3 separate regions of the Mus musculus genome follow, and all the other regions are linked to region 1. A link is a contact called in public promoter capture Hi-C data. All regions are on one chromosome and are shown on one strand. The core of a region is the stretch at or near the end of the contact, and the rest is flanking DNA. Distances in the headings are between cores, read along the strand shown.

What was found. Promoter capture Hi-C pulls out the DNA fragments that hold promoters and counts their contacts.
Region 2: a contact with region 1 is called in a promoter capture Hi-C map of hippocampal neurons, with 5 times the contacts expected there. The contact joins the promoter of Arhgef28 here to the promoter of Lncenc1 in region 1. A contact is called at or near these places in 7 of 39 promoter capture datasets (the 3T3-L1 cell line, cranial neural crest, embryonic stem cells and 3 more).
Region 3: a contact with region 1 is called in a promoter capture Hi-C map of liver, with 3 times the contacts expected there. The contact joins the promoter of Foxd1 here to the promoter of Lncenc1 in region 1.

Annotation. Positions count from the first base shown.
Region 1 is chr13:97,431,712-97,436,343 of GRCm38.p6, forward strand. Lncenc1 (long non-coding RNA, embryonic stem cells expressed 1) reads left to right here and starts at 3,259. Exons shown (of 2, transcript NR_110432.1): 1 at 3,259-3,381.
Region 2 is chr13:98,203,237-98,207,549 of GRCm38.p6, forward strand. It overlaps Arhgef28 (Rho guanine nucleotide exchange factor (GEF) 28), which reads right to left and starts at 2,929. Exons shown (of 36, transcript NM_012026.2): 1 at 2,837-2,929.
Region 3 is chr13:98,352,780-98,357,067 of GRCm38.p6, forward strand. It overlaps Foxd1 (forkhead box D1), which reads left to right and starts at 1,466. Exons shown (of 1, transcript NM_008242.2): 1 at 1,466-3,926. The coding sequence starts at 1,841. The coding sequence ends at 3,211.

The DNA.
Region 1 (4,632 bases), core at 2,009-4,508:
TGTTTCAAACATTTAATTTAGTAAACATTTACTAAGCGCTCACGTGAACTAGGCATGTACTAGGTACAGGTAAGAATGAATTCCCACACTCTTTGCCTATTCTGTTGCTCATACATTTATATTTTTTATTTAAAAATGTAAAATAATTTACAGAGGTGGTGGTGATGCATGACTTTAATCCCAGTACCTGGGAAGCAGAAGCAGGAAGATTTTTGAGTTTGATGCCAACTTGGTCTATAGAGCAAGTTCCAGGGCAGCCAGAGCTACACAGAGACTGTGTCTCAAAAAAAAATAAAATAACAAACAAACAAGCAAACTAATTTGAAGCAATAGTAAACTCACATCAAGGGTGAAGTACAGTGTAAATGGTTCCTCCTCGTCCCTTTTATAAATTAATTTTATTATTTATGTGTGTTATGTGAGTCTATATACATGCTTTGTACAAAGTTACTCTTACAGGCCAGAAAAGGAATTCCTCATGTGACAGGGCAAGGCACTGCAGAGGATCCTGCATCTTGTATTCTTGCAGAATTTAATCTCTTTGATGGAGACTCCCATGGGAAATTGACAGAACTCTATTCTAGGAACCTGAGGTCAAGATGCCCTGGCTAACTTAGTTTCTGTTAAACTGCTTCCTTCAGCAGAATCCCCTCCAGGTATCTAAGCTTGGGATAAACTGCTTGCTTTTGTGGAACACCCCTGTAGCTGCCCAGCCAGAAGCCAGGATGCAGTTTTTTGCTTTTAAAAGCCCCTTGGTCTAAGTGCTCAGGGCTACACTTAGTTCCGGAGTACTGGAATATAGTACTAGTTGGCTGGAATTCTGGAGTACTGGAGTATAGTACCGGAGTTGTGGAGTATAGTACCGGCCGGGTGGAACAGACTTTCCGTTGTCTATAAATGGTGTCTGGGATCTTTGGTGGGCTACTCTTGGAGTTGGTGTTCCAGGCAGTGGTGAACCACTCGGCATGGCAACTGGGAACCTCAGGAGGAGCAGCGAGCTCTCTTACCTGCTGAGCCATCTCTTTAGGCACCTCCCCTTGCTTTGTGACCGACAATGGCCTTACCATCCACCTGCTCTTGAGGTTGTGCCTCTGTGCTTTTGTAATCAGATCTGGGTTGAGCCTTCTGGAGAGAGACCGTCTAGAAGTGACTGGGGTTCTCTTTAGTGTCTTAGCAGGTGGCACAGATCACAAAGCTGATGACATTCCTGGTGACCACTCCTTTAGCTTCCTGTCTGCTAGGCTTCCTTAGCTAAAAGCCATTCTTTTCTCTCCTGAATCTGTTAAGCATTTAGCAGGGAAGGCTCTTGCTCTCCCACTCCCATCCCCCTACCCCGATCTTGCCCTGCATCAAGCTTCCAATCGGTTTCTGGCTTCAGAATGAATTCATAGTTGCCCATTTCATCCAACGAATTTTCATCTACTAATAGTATGATTTTTTGATGCTCATATTGTCCTTCAGTGGCCAGTGGGAGTTCAGTCAGGCTGATGTTTGTTCCTTTAACATCTCTATCTTTCTTCTTGAGCGCATCCTTTTTGGCATAGCAAGATAGTATCTTCATCTGACTTTTTCTAAGTTTCTGTTTTGGATTCAGTTGTTTGTTCAGGAGGCTCTGGTTTCCTGGAATAGAGGATGGTACTGAAAAGTCAGTGTCTGGGGGCCAGGGATGCGGCTCCACTGGGAGAGTCCTTGCCAGCACAGATGAAGACCTCCACTTAGATCCATCACAAATGTATGGTATACTAGGATGTGCCTGCAATCCCAGCACCCAAGAAGCAGGAGAAAGAGGGTCAGAACTTCAAAGATGTCCCAAGATCCAACACAGTGGGTATGAGGCCAGCCTGGGATACATGAAACTTTGAAAATATCACCCTTTAGCATCCCTTTTTCCTAAATACTTCATTACAGAGCAATAAGTTATTTCCCCAGCACTTAGGAGGCATAGGCAGGTGGATTTCTGAGTTTGAGGCCAGCCTGCTCTACAGAGTGAGTTCCAGGACAACCAGGGCTACACAGAGAAACCCTGTCTCGAAAAACAAACAAACAAACAAACAAACAAACAAGCAAAAGTTATTTCATGAAACGAGCCAAATTAAGCCAGATTAGAGTATATCTAAAGGCAGGTTATTGGAAAACCTTTCCTGGGTTAGTGAGTTCACCGATCCCAAGGATAGAGGCCAGGAAAGTCACCGTGGGGAGGGAGACAGAAGGGAGGGAGATATGCCAGCGGAATGTGTAGAGGATATGTAGAGGGTAGGTAGAGACCCAGGTTGAGACTGAAGGATGCTGGGAGAACCTGAAGGCCAGATCCACTTTGGTATGTTAAATATGCACCTCAACGCTTTGTCCACGGTCTGAAAACCAACACAGAGTAATGCTTAGTTTTGTATTTATCTTTATCCATTGAACACTATTCATATTAACATCCATTTCCAATCTAGTCTTTCTGATATCCTTAAAATTCTTCCTTACCTGACTGCCCTCTCTGGATGATGTAACTCTTTACCCATCTGCCATCTCTGCTGCGGGTTTCCTTTTTCAGCTCTCTCCTCTAGCCGCTGGGGCATTGACTTCCCAGGCTGGGTCCTAATTGCACTGCAGGACACCATCTTTCGGCCTAAATGAACATTTACATCCCATCTTCCAAACGTCTTTGCCCTGTTTTGGCTCTGACTGAATACCCCAGGCTGCCCCGCATGCCCCTGTGGACACTCGGGTTACCCGGCTTAGGCTCTTTAATATCAGTCTACAGGGTTACAGATAGATACCTGCTCCTCCCTGAAACTCCTAGAAGTCAGTGTGACTCAGCACATTTTTAAGGGTCTTCCTGGGACTGTACAAAAACTCTGTGTGTGGGGGGGGGGGCTAAGCTAGGAGAAAAATGACAAATAATAATCAAATCTGACCAACAAAATAGACAAACATGGTCCCGGGGGATGGAGAGGAAGGTTGTGGCATCAGCCCCTAGGCTCACTTACCTGTGAAGTGTCTGCAGGAGTGAGGAGGGAGCCATGGTAAGAGGGGGGCAGTTTTCTACATATATCCTGTGATTTCTGCTCTAGATATCTCGATTAAGAAATAAATGAATAAATTGGGGACTCGGCCAATGGCTCAGTGAGAGGGAACTGATGAGAGAGGCTTCTGGCAGACCAGGTGACTTCAGGAGGAAAAAAAAAATTAATTCAATTTCATCGAGTGCATTTCCTCTGGACCCAGGAATCACAGGAAATGCAATGTCTTTGAAAGGATGGAGTAGATTTCATTTTCTAGCGATCACTTTCCTTCTGCTGGTGACACACTGTTACTTCAAAGGCCTGGACCGGGGCGTGTTTCCTGTAAGGGTGAGCAGATTTGAATGACCGCTCAGGATGGACCTGCTCTGTAAGCACCCACCCCATGGGGCAGGCAATCTTGGGAATTACTGCTTTCCCGGCCCCTGCCTGCTGGGCTCGGGGCCTGGTGAGGTGATGGGGGTGGGGTAGGGGATTTCACAGTTCCCTAGCTCAATTAGGAGACAAAGCAGGATTGTTCTTAGCTTTGTTTTACGGAATTTCAATTGGGGGGGGGGTGTAAAAAAGATTCCCCGAGGACGCAAAACCCTAAATTGTTCTTGCTTTATCTTCTTGTTAAAATGTGTTGTGCATTCCTGGGCTGGAAGGCAGAGGAAATAAAGCTTCGCCGCTACCCCACGCGCCCTTCCCTATCTAGCCCTGTCAGGTCCCAAGTATTTGAGGGAGTTCTAATTACAGAGGAAACAGACTCCCTATCTGGTCTGGACTCTTGTCAGTGGAGAGTGCTCTTAAACGTTCCACATGGATTCAGGGAAATACGATTTGGAGAAGTGCTGATTTTTATTGGGCATGACTAACTCAAGCTGCATCTTTGTATTTTTTTTTCACTCCCTTTTAAGAATAATCGCTTCAAAATGATTAATGATGCCTGAAGCCACCGTCCTCACTTCCTGCGGTGAAACGCGGAACTTTTTGTGCATGTCTGGGTTTGTACAAGGGTGGGCTCCCAACTCACTGAGACAGTTTCCCATCCTGTCCAGACAGTTGGGTTATTGTTCAGGAAAGCTGAGTCTCTGGGGGGTGGGGTGGGGGCTGCAGAGAGGGGACCCTGTTCTGTCCCCCTCAGGGAGAAAAGAAAGGCTTCGCTCCAGTTACAGGAGAGTGAAATTGGTTAACCTCTCAAGGTGCCAGGACAAGCTTGTTGCTGGATTAGTTGGGTCCTAATTCTCTCTTCTCTCTCACTCCTTCTTCCCCGCCCCCTTCCCTCTCTCCCGTGTGCGCGCGCACGCGCGTGTGAATTAAGAACAAAACCTTGGTGTCTTTGAAAACCAGTAGAAACAAAAGGTCACCACCCTGCTGGGATGCAGCCATCTCTAGGTCCAGGCAGAGCTCCCCTGCCCCCCGGAACTCCCCAGGGGAGCATCCTGCCTTCTTCCTAGGATCGTCCTGGGAAAGCTGTTGCCTGGTCGTAGCCCGGAGACCGCAAGGATTCTAGCTCTAGCCGAGTCCCGCCCTCCCATCTCTGCCGGCCTAGGAGATATCTGCGGCAGCTGCAGGGGCCATTTTTTATAAATCGTATTTAGTAAAGACTGTGAGTGATTTTTGTAGATGACAGGAAAGT
Region 2 (4,313 bases), core at 1,679-4,178, 770 kb after region 1:
TCTTGTTTACCCAGGAGAAGAAATCCAGGAGCAATAACAGCTCAAATAAGCAAATTACAACTGTATCTAAGATCAAATTTCTGGGGAAAATGGGAGCACATTAAGATGTATGGCCTCACACAGGCTCATTTCCCCAGCCAGATGCCTTGATTGTGGTGCAGGCAAAAATCCATTCTGAAAGCAGGACCAATCCTAAAAACACAAAAGTGACAGAAGTGTCTCTCTGTGCCTGAAGTCACCCACCCAGGGGATTAAGGCAAAGAGCAGCATGGAGCACACAGCAATTCCTCTGATTTGTTGAAGGAATGAAAACTGAAGAAACTTTTCACAGAATGAGAAGCATGCAGGAGAAATTTTCAAAATGTCCGATTAAGTTTAGACAATATAGTTTCAATACCATTATAACGACAGTTGTCACCAGGGCTGGATGAAATTACAGAGTATAATCTGCTCCAGGCAAAAACCTCTCCTGGTAAGCAAGAAAAATATCTCTAAGCTCAGCTTTACCAAAGCAGGAGATTCAAACCCAAGCCTTTGGGGTGGTGTCATGTTTCCAATACAGTTGTAACATGACAAAATTCCCTGAGTTTCTGGGCTTCAAATCTACTACTGTTTTTAATTTAGTCCAGCATGACCCCACTCTTGATACTAAATCTGACCTGAAGTCACAGGGACAAGCCCGGAGCTTCTTTTTCCCACTGAAAGTAACACAAGTGCAACTTCAGTGAAACCAAACCTACACAGACCAGAGCTGTCTCAATAATACCCCAAACCCAGGGCATTCAGGCAGAATAAAATGACAGCCCCCTGGGACTGTGGGAGACATGCAGGCTCTATTTGGCTCTCTCCTAACCATTTACCAGCAAAGAAGAGGGTTCCAACATTTACACTGTTCATCTTTTTTCTTTAAGAATCAAGACTTGATCACAAACTCTGGCAGAACTTGGTTAAGAGCCTAAGTACCGATTTTATATCAAATACTTCATCTTCAATAGTATAGTTGGCCACTAATACCCACTTGTTATTTTTTTTTTCCTCTTCTCACATGGCATACAAGGGAAAGAGAGTCACATGTATCAAACACATATGAAATTCCTGCCCAGTGGAAATCTTAGCCACAAGAATGGTTCCTTATGAGAACACAATAAGAAAATATTTCAGAATTTTCCAAATTATATATATATATTGAAACCCTAACAGGGCTAATGAGATATCACAGAACCTTCGTCGCCGACTCTGATTTCCTTCTGTACCTTTAAGTGTTTCTTAACCGCTTAGAGGCAGACGGTACTTCAGAGGAAAGTCCCTCCAACACACCTGTTAGACAAACTGCTGGCCATTGGCCTGGCTGTGCCGCCCTGATAAGGGAAAAAACAGTCCAAAGCAGAGCAAACACTGATTCTCTGTTCTCCAGTCTCATGTCACATTAGCCGGGACACGCCCCAGAGTCCCTTACCCAAGAACTAGTTCTGTGCCTCAGTTTCCCAAACCACAAAGTATCAAGTATGATGCTATCCAAGTTCTATAATCAAAAATAATTATGCATAATCACTATAAAGTCTGCATCGGAATATCACTTTGAAATGCTACAACCTCTCCAAAAGGCATCTGCAATGTTCTCTTCCTTCAAACACTCCAAAGGAGTTAGCGCTACTATTCATCAAGATTAGACAAACACCTATTTGTTTTAACATTCACATAAAAACTCAAAATAGAGCTATGGAAAGCTTCCCAGGAAAGGTTATCAGAGCTTGAATTATCGTGTTCAAAGTGGTTTCCACAGAGCCTAACTAGGGCAAGCCTTTGATTTTGTTTGTGTTGTTGAGAATAGAATTTCATTTTACTGAGACAGCTTCAGGGTCTAGGAACACGAGAGGGCAAAGTACAGAAAAGCAGTGTGTCCGTTCTTTATAACTGTAATTCTTGACTGCTTGGTGCAGAATCGAGTGCTCAATCTCTACAACTTGGAGTGTGTAGAGGCTGGCACTTGAGCAGGGGTCAGGGAGTCAGATGCTAGCAAACACAGATGTTACCCTTCCCCTGGGCCCACCCAGCTGCAACCAATAGGCAGGCTCTGTGGGCTCCTAAAGTAGTCTCCCTTAGAAACCTAACTGGTGTCTGGGAAACCAGAGCTGGGTTTCCTGGGTGGTCTGAACACCCAGCGTTCACAGAGCTCACAGCAAGCGAGAACGCCTTCTCCACCTGTGACCCCTACCACCCACAACCGAGTATTCCAGAGAAACTCATGGCACAAGCGCACGGATTCCCACCCAATGCTAAAAGCCCCTCCCAAACAAGATGACCATAGATGCTTTTATAAACTCAGCAAACGTTTCCACAAGAAATAAATGTCCTGAACTTGAGACTGACCAGCAGTCTGGGGTACATCCCACACACACACCAAGCATATAGGTGAAGCTGGCCAGAAACACAGATGGGAAGAGGAGAACCAGGCTCTCGAGGTTCACCCTTCTCCAGCCGCCTGCCTCTGATTTCCATCGCTTGCAACTAGCTTTGGTTGAGCTCCGTCACCCTCTGCCCCCTCCCACCCCGCTTGCCCGAGAGGGTGAGGGGTGGCCGCTGCCTCCCGTTTGCGCTTCACAGCTGCTGCCTCCGACCCGGCAGCGCCATGCACTTGTTGCCATCCCCAGGTACCAGGAGGCGGCGCCCATTCCTCGGGCTGCCCAGCCGACAGAGTGCAGCCTTTCACCACCTCTGCAGACCCCTGCGTCCTCGGGGACCCTAGAGAAACTTTGTCCCCTGAGAACTCCGGTGGGCAAACTTCGCCCAGGGCTGCGGGGAGACAAGAGGGATGGCTCCCGTAATCCGCCTTTACCTGGAGCTGTGGCTCGGGAACGCCAGGAGCCCTGGCCAGGCGCTGTCCCCGAGGCCTGCCGAGGGCGACCCGCCGGCCAGCGTCGCCCGGAGCGGGGAAGCCGGTCCCCAGCTGCCCACGCCCCTCCGCTCCGCTGGCCGCACCGAGGGGCGGAGCCGCAGCTCCCCCCACCCCACCCCACCCCCGCTCGCCCGCCCGCCGCGCCCACAGCTGGGGCCACCCCCTGCGCCCCCTGGTCCCCGCCTGCCCACCTCTGGCCAGCCGGGCTCGTCGCCGCCTCATCACATGGCCGCGCCCGCCACCAGCTCCAGGAGGAAACCTGAAGCTGCTGCGGCTCCGCCGCCCCCTCCCTTCGCGGGGCGGCGGCCGGTCGCCTCGGCTTTCCTCCGGCGGCGGGCACGGAGCGGGACCTGCTGGGCCAGGGCAGGGTTGCACCCTAGCGGCGGCGGCGCCCGCTCGCCCCGGGGGCCTCCACGCCCTAGTGGCGCCGGAGGAAGGAGCTGGCCGGTCGGCTCCTAAAGGGAGCCGTGCCAGGCCAGAGGGAGGCTCGGGTTGTCCTCAGCTCAAAGCCACCACACCCGGGACATAATAGTGCCCGGGTCTGTTACAATAGGAAGTACTATTTTAAAACAGCCGACTCCCTCTAATTCATGAGGATGATGGAGGTTCCTCTGGCCCAAAGCTTTGCAGGCTCGATTCCCTATGCGTTTATGCAAACAGGTGCCTAAACGGCACCAACATTTGTTTGTTTGTTTTTGAGAAAGCCATAGCCACTTTTACAACACCTAACAATGTGAAAGGACCCCTTGGATCTTAAAGCACTGAGGCACTTAGCACTGAGTTGTCCCGAGTGAAAAGTCTCGCCATTGTACAGCTTACTATAAAATAAGCTTAAGATGATTATTCCAGCTTTAAAGATAAAATTAAGCGTCTACTTTTCTAAGTTCCTTTAATATTACCTTTATTTTTCTCAAGAAGACAGACCGACTACATGGACAGGAGAGATGTGTTGGCCCGTCCCAAACCATCACTGCCAGATGCCCTGGGCCACCCTCCTAACATACCTGTTTAACCAGAGCCTAAAGAATGGCAGGATGGCAAAAAAAAACCAAAAAAACAAAAAACAAATCAAACAAAAACAAAAAAACAAAACCCAGGGTCTGAGGTCTTTAGCCCTGTCTTAGGGCAAACGCTGCCCTTCCTTCTTTATAAAGGACCTGACATTGGCCTTGCAGTATTGACACTTGTATTCATATCCTCTGATGTCACACTGCAGAACCTTAGGTCCCAAAGAAGAGTGTTCTCCACTGAAGAACTACGAAGTCCCGAAGATAAAAAATAAAAGCAATAACACTTTTCTCGAACATCAATATTTTCAATGTGAAAAAGTCAACTGGAGATTGGCTGAATCAACACACCACACACAAGTAGTTTTCAAGCCTGTTAGCGGAAAAGTTTGTAAAAGAAGCCTTTGTTG
Region 3 (4,288 bases), core at 216-2,715, 920 kb after region 1:
CATTGGAGAAAACGAAATCTGATTTGAAAAGAAGTATTAGATGGGGCAACAGCTTATTTTTGTGATGAATACCAGTTAGAACAAGTCACTTCAGGAAGTAAGAAACACTTGGTTGATACAATGACACACAGAGCATTTGAGATTGTTCCTAGAGAAAGCCATTGAATTTTTATTCAGTTCTTGGCAAATGGCGATTTTAACCAGAAAGTTAAACTGGTAAGGCAAAGTTCCCTATTTGAAATCGAAACATCTCAGAAAAGGCAAACATCCAGAAAGCTAGGCTATCAAAATGAATTCGGATTACACAATTATTCGGATTTCCCGCCAGCCAGAACAAAACATTTAGCTGGTGGTAAACACAGGTGACCTTAAAACAGAATAATACTTTAATCATCCCTATTAGCTTGCCACTTGGAAGAAAAATGAATCGAGTGGAGTTGCATCCTGCATTTAAAATTTAAAAGTCGGGTTTTTTTTTAAAAAAAAGAGTATAAAAAGCATTTAATGTATTTTCCAAAATAAAAAATTGATCTCAAAGTTCATCTTTGCTACTGTCCTTTCTACTATCAATCCTTCCGGAACAACACTGTGTGTAAGTTATAATAATTCCAGTATTTAGAAAGTAGTGTGAAATGCTCCTTTAGAAATACCTTTTATTGAAAAGTATAGCGCTCTTTTTCCTAACATCTCAACAGTGTTTGAGTTGCTGCTATGTGTAATTTCTGTGTGTGTTTGGGTTTTCATTACAATTTTCTATTTCTTTTCCTCATTCAACCATTGCTTGCTCTATTCCCATGGAATTTGTGAGATGCTCTCATTAGAGTGGCTTAGTTTAGCTGTCAAGTCTCTAGGGCATTCAATTGCAGATAAATGACCAAAACGCCAGCCTAACCGCATTTTTATTAACAGATGGCGGAAAACAAACGTCTTTGGAGAAGAACCGAAGGGAAAGGGTTAAAGGGTCAATAAACAATTATTACCGTGCTCAAAATGGGGGATTTTTCATCAGATTCCACAGGCGGAGACTGGCCCAGTCCAGAGAGCTGGGACACCCTACCAGACTCCCTCGCTCAATATTCCAGTGAGCACCTCACACATAGAGCAGTTGTCCCCAGTGGGATGACTCCTACAGGCCACTGGGTTGTCCAATCGAAGCGTCCCCGGAGCGCTTGAGATTAGGGTTGAGGGCTAATCCGGGAGAATAAGGCTGGGGGTTTGAACTCCTGTAGCTCTCGGGTCGGCTCGCGGCTGGCTAGGGTGGGATTCAGGATAGCCAATATCTTGGCAAGAAATAGTGGGCTTCAGTCTCCAACTCTTGCTGCTGCCCCTCCTGCGGGTGAACTTTCTCTTCCTACACGCCGATTCCCTCGCCTTTCTTTTCCTTCCCTGGGCCGCGCTCTGACGTGCACACCATGTGACAGGCCCCCTTCTGCTATAAGCACAGACAAGGTCCGCCCTCTTCTGGACTCAGCCCTGGCCTTGCCGAGCTCCGTTTCTAGATTCTCACTCCTCCCGCGCCCTTCTGGGCGCCCGACACCGACTGGCCCGCCAGGGTCCAGCCACCCCCTCCTGGACTAACCGGGCTAAAGGGACCACAGTGGAAAAGGTCAAGTCTAGAGCGCCCGCCACCCGGTGCCCGCCGAGCCGGGGAGCGCAAACACCTCGCACAGCCCTGCTCGCCAAGTAGCGGAGCGGAGCGGCCCCAGCCACCTCCTGCAGCCGCGCGTCGCAGAGTGGCGTCCTCGCTCCGGGTCCGCCGCTCCGGGATCGGCCTGGGGAGGCCAGGGAGCCGGGAGCCCGGTGCCCCTATGTGCCGCCGCGCCACCGCGCCGCCCCAGCTATGACCCTGAGCACGGAGATGTCCGATGCCTCCGGCCTCGCGGAGGAGACAGACATCGACGTGGTGGGGGAGGGCGAGGACGACGAGGAGGAGGAGGACGATGACGACGAGGGCGGCGGCGGCCGCGGCGGCGGCGGGTCCCGGTTGCCGAGCTCGGCCCAGCGGCGGAGGCGCTCTTACGCCGGGGAGGACGATCTCGAGGACCTGGAGGAGGAGGACGACGATGACCTGCTGCTGGCCTCCCGGCCCGCCGCGTCCCCCGCGCCTCCGGGTCCTGCGCCCGCCCCGGGGACCGGGTCGGGCGGCTGCAGCGGCGCCGGAGCGGGAGGCGGCGCGGGAGGTGGTACGGGCGCGGGCACGGGCGGGGGCGCTAAGAATCCGCTGGTGAAGCCGCCCTACTCGTACATCGCGCTCATCACCATGGCCATCCTGCAGAGCCCCAAGAAGCGCCTGACGCTCAGCGAGATCTGCGAGTTCATCAGCAGCCGCTTCCCTTACTACCGGGAGAAGTTCCCCGCTTGGCAGAACAGCATCCGTCACAACCTGTCGCTCAACGACTGCTTCGTCAAGATCCCGCGCGAACCGGGCAACCCGGGCAAGGGCAACTACTGGACGCTCGACCCGGAGTCCGCAGATATGTTCGACAACGGCAGCTTCCTGCGGCGCCGCAAGCGCTTCAAGCGCCAGCCGCTACTCGCTCCCCACGCGGCGGCCGAGGCGCTGCTGCTGCGCGGTGCGGGGCCGGCGGCGGGCGCAGGGGACCCGGGCGCCGCGCTTTTCCCGCCGCCGCCGCCACCGCCCGCCTGCGGCTACGGAGCCTACGGCTGCGCCTACGGCCTGCAGCTGCCACCCTGCGCGCCGCCCTCCGCGCTCTTCGCTGCCGCCGCCGCGGCAGCCGCCGCCGCCTTCCATCCGCACTCGCCCCCGCCGCCTCCTCCTCCTCCGCCGCCGCCTCCCGGTGCGGCCGCCGAGCTGGCGCGGACCGCCTTCGGCTACCGGTCACACGCGCTGGCTGCCGCCCTGCCCGGCCCTTTGCAGGCGGCCGCAGTCAAGGCGGGAGGCCCGGGCGCCGCAGCGCTCGCACGCTCGCCCTTCTCCATCGAGAGCCTCATCGGGCGCACTCGGGGTCCCGCGGCCGCCGGGGCGCACGTCTCGTCCGGGGCCGCCAGCGGGACCGCCCCGGGACCCGGGGGCGGGGGTTGCGCAGTACAGGCGGCTGCTGGTCCCGCCGTCGCGCTCACCCGCTCGCTCGTGGTCGCCGCCGCGGCCGCCGCCTCCTCCGTGTCCTCGTCCGCCGCGCTGGGGACTCTGCACCAAGGGACAGCGCTGTCCAGTGTGGAGAACTTTACTGCTAGGATTTCCAATTGTTAGGAACGTCGTTAGCGCGCGGGAGAGCGAAGGTAGGACTCCCGGCTTCTTTCTCCGGATGGGGGGGTTGGTTTCGTTCGCCCCTCCCGGTCCTCGGAGACCCCGCGCCCCCCATTTTCGCCGCTTCGGATTCTTGGACCAGACTGTGTTGGGCGACAGCTGGGGCGCCGCGCAGTTTAGCTCAGAGGGTCCATCTATTTATGCAAAATCGCCCTATGCTGCAACCCTGACTTGGGGTGGGAAGGAGGGGAGTCGCTCTGTCTTGGCACTAGGAATTTCCTTGACTTTTGACAAATTGAGAAAAAACAAAACAAAACAAGCAAAATCATCAAAACTAAGCCCTTTTTGAGGTGTAGAGATTCTCAGGTCCAGGCGTTTTAAAAAATCAGTAATGTTTAAATGCAGCTTATAGAAAACCAGTAAAAGTCTCCAAGAAATGCCTCTACTTGTTCACACTTGTTTGGTAGACTTTTTTCATGGAAAGAAAAAAAATTAACATGTTTACACAAGAAATAAGTCGAAATTTACCATTTCCTATTTTTAACCTGTGTTTTGTATCATAATGGACATGCGGAATTTTTATTTTGTACTTACTACGTATTCTTTGCAAGGAGTATTGTAAATTTTACTGGCAATTATTATTGTACTATTCTAATGTAAGATTTTTACACTTTTTTTCAGAAATAAAATGCTTAATTTTCAAAGAAAAGCCACCTAAGTAATTGGCTGAATTGTCCCTTTCTTAGTTTCTTTTCTGTTAAGAAGAAAAAGGTGGAATAGATGAGTCTGAACTCAGTCCAGGATCTACTTAAATAGTACTTTCAAAGAAAGACTAACAAAACCGGGATACCATGCTGCCACAGTTCTTCTTCATTTAAACTTTCCAAGTCAAAGCCATCCGCTGCACAGAACTTGTTTTTAGTGACAGCAAATGAAAGCCGTTACTTTGCTAGATAATTCCAAGTCCAAGCTTTGTCCATCTTTGAGATCAGGGAGATGGTTTAGTCATTCTAAGGTAATTTAACAGGAGTATTCGATTTTATTTTCAAAATTCTCGAGTTAATTTCTGCTCACTTATCA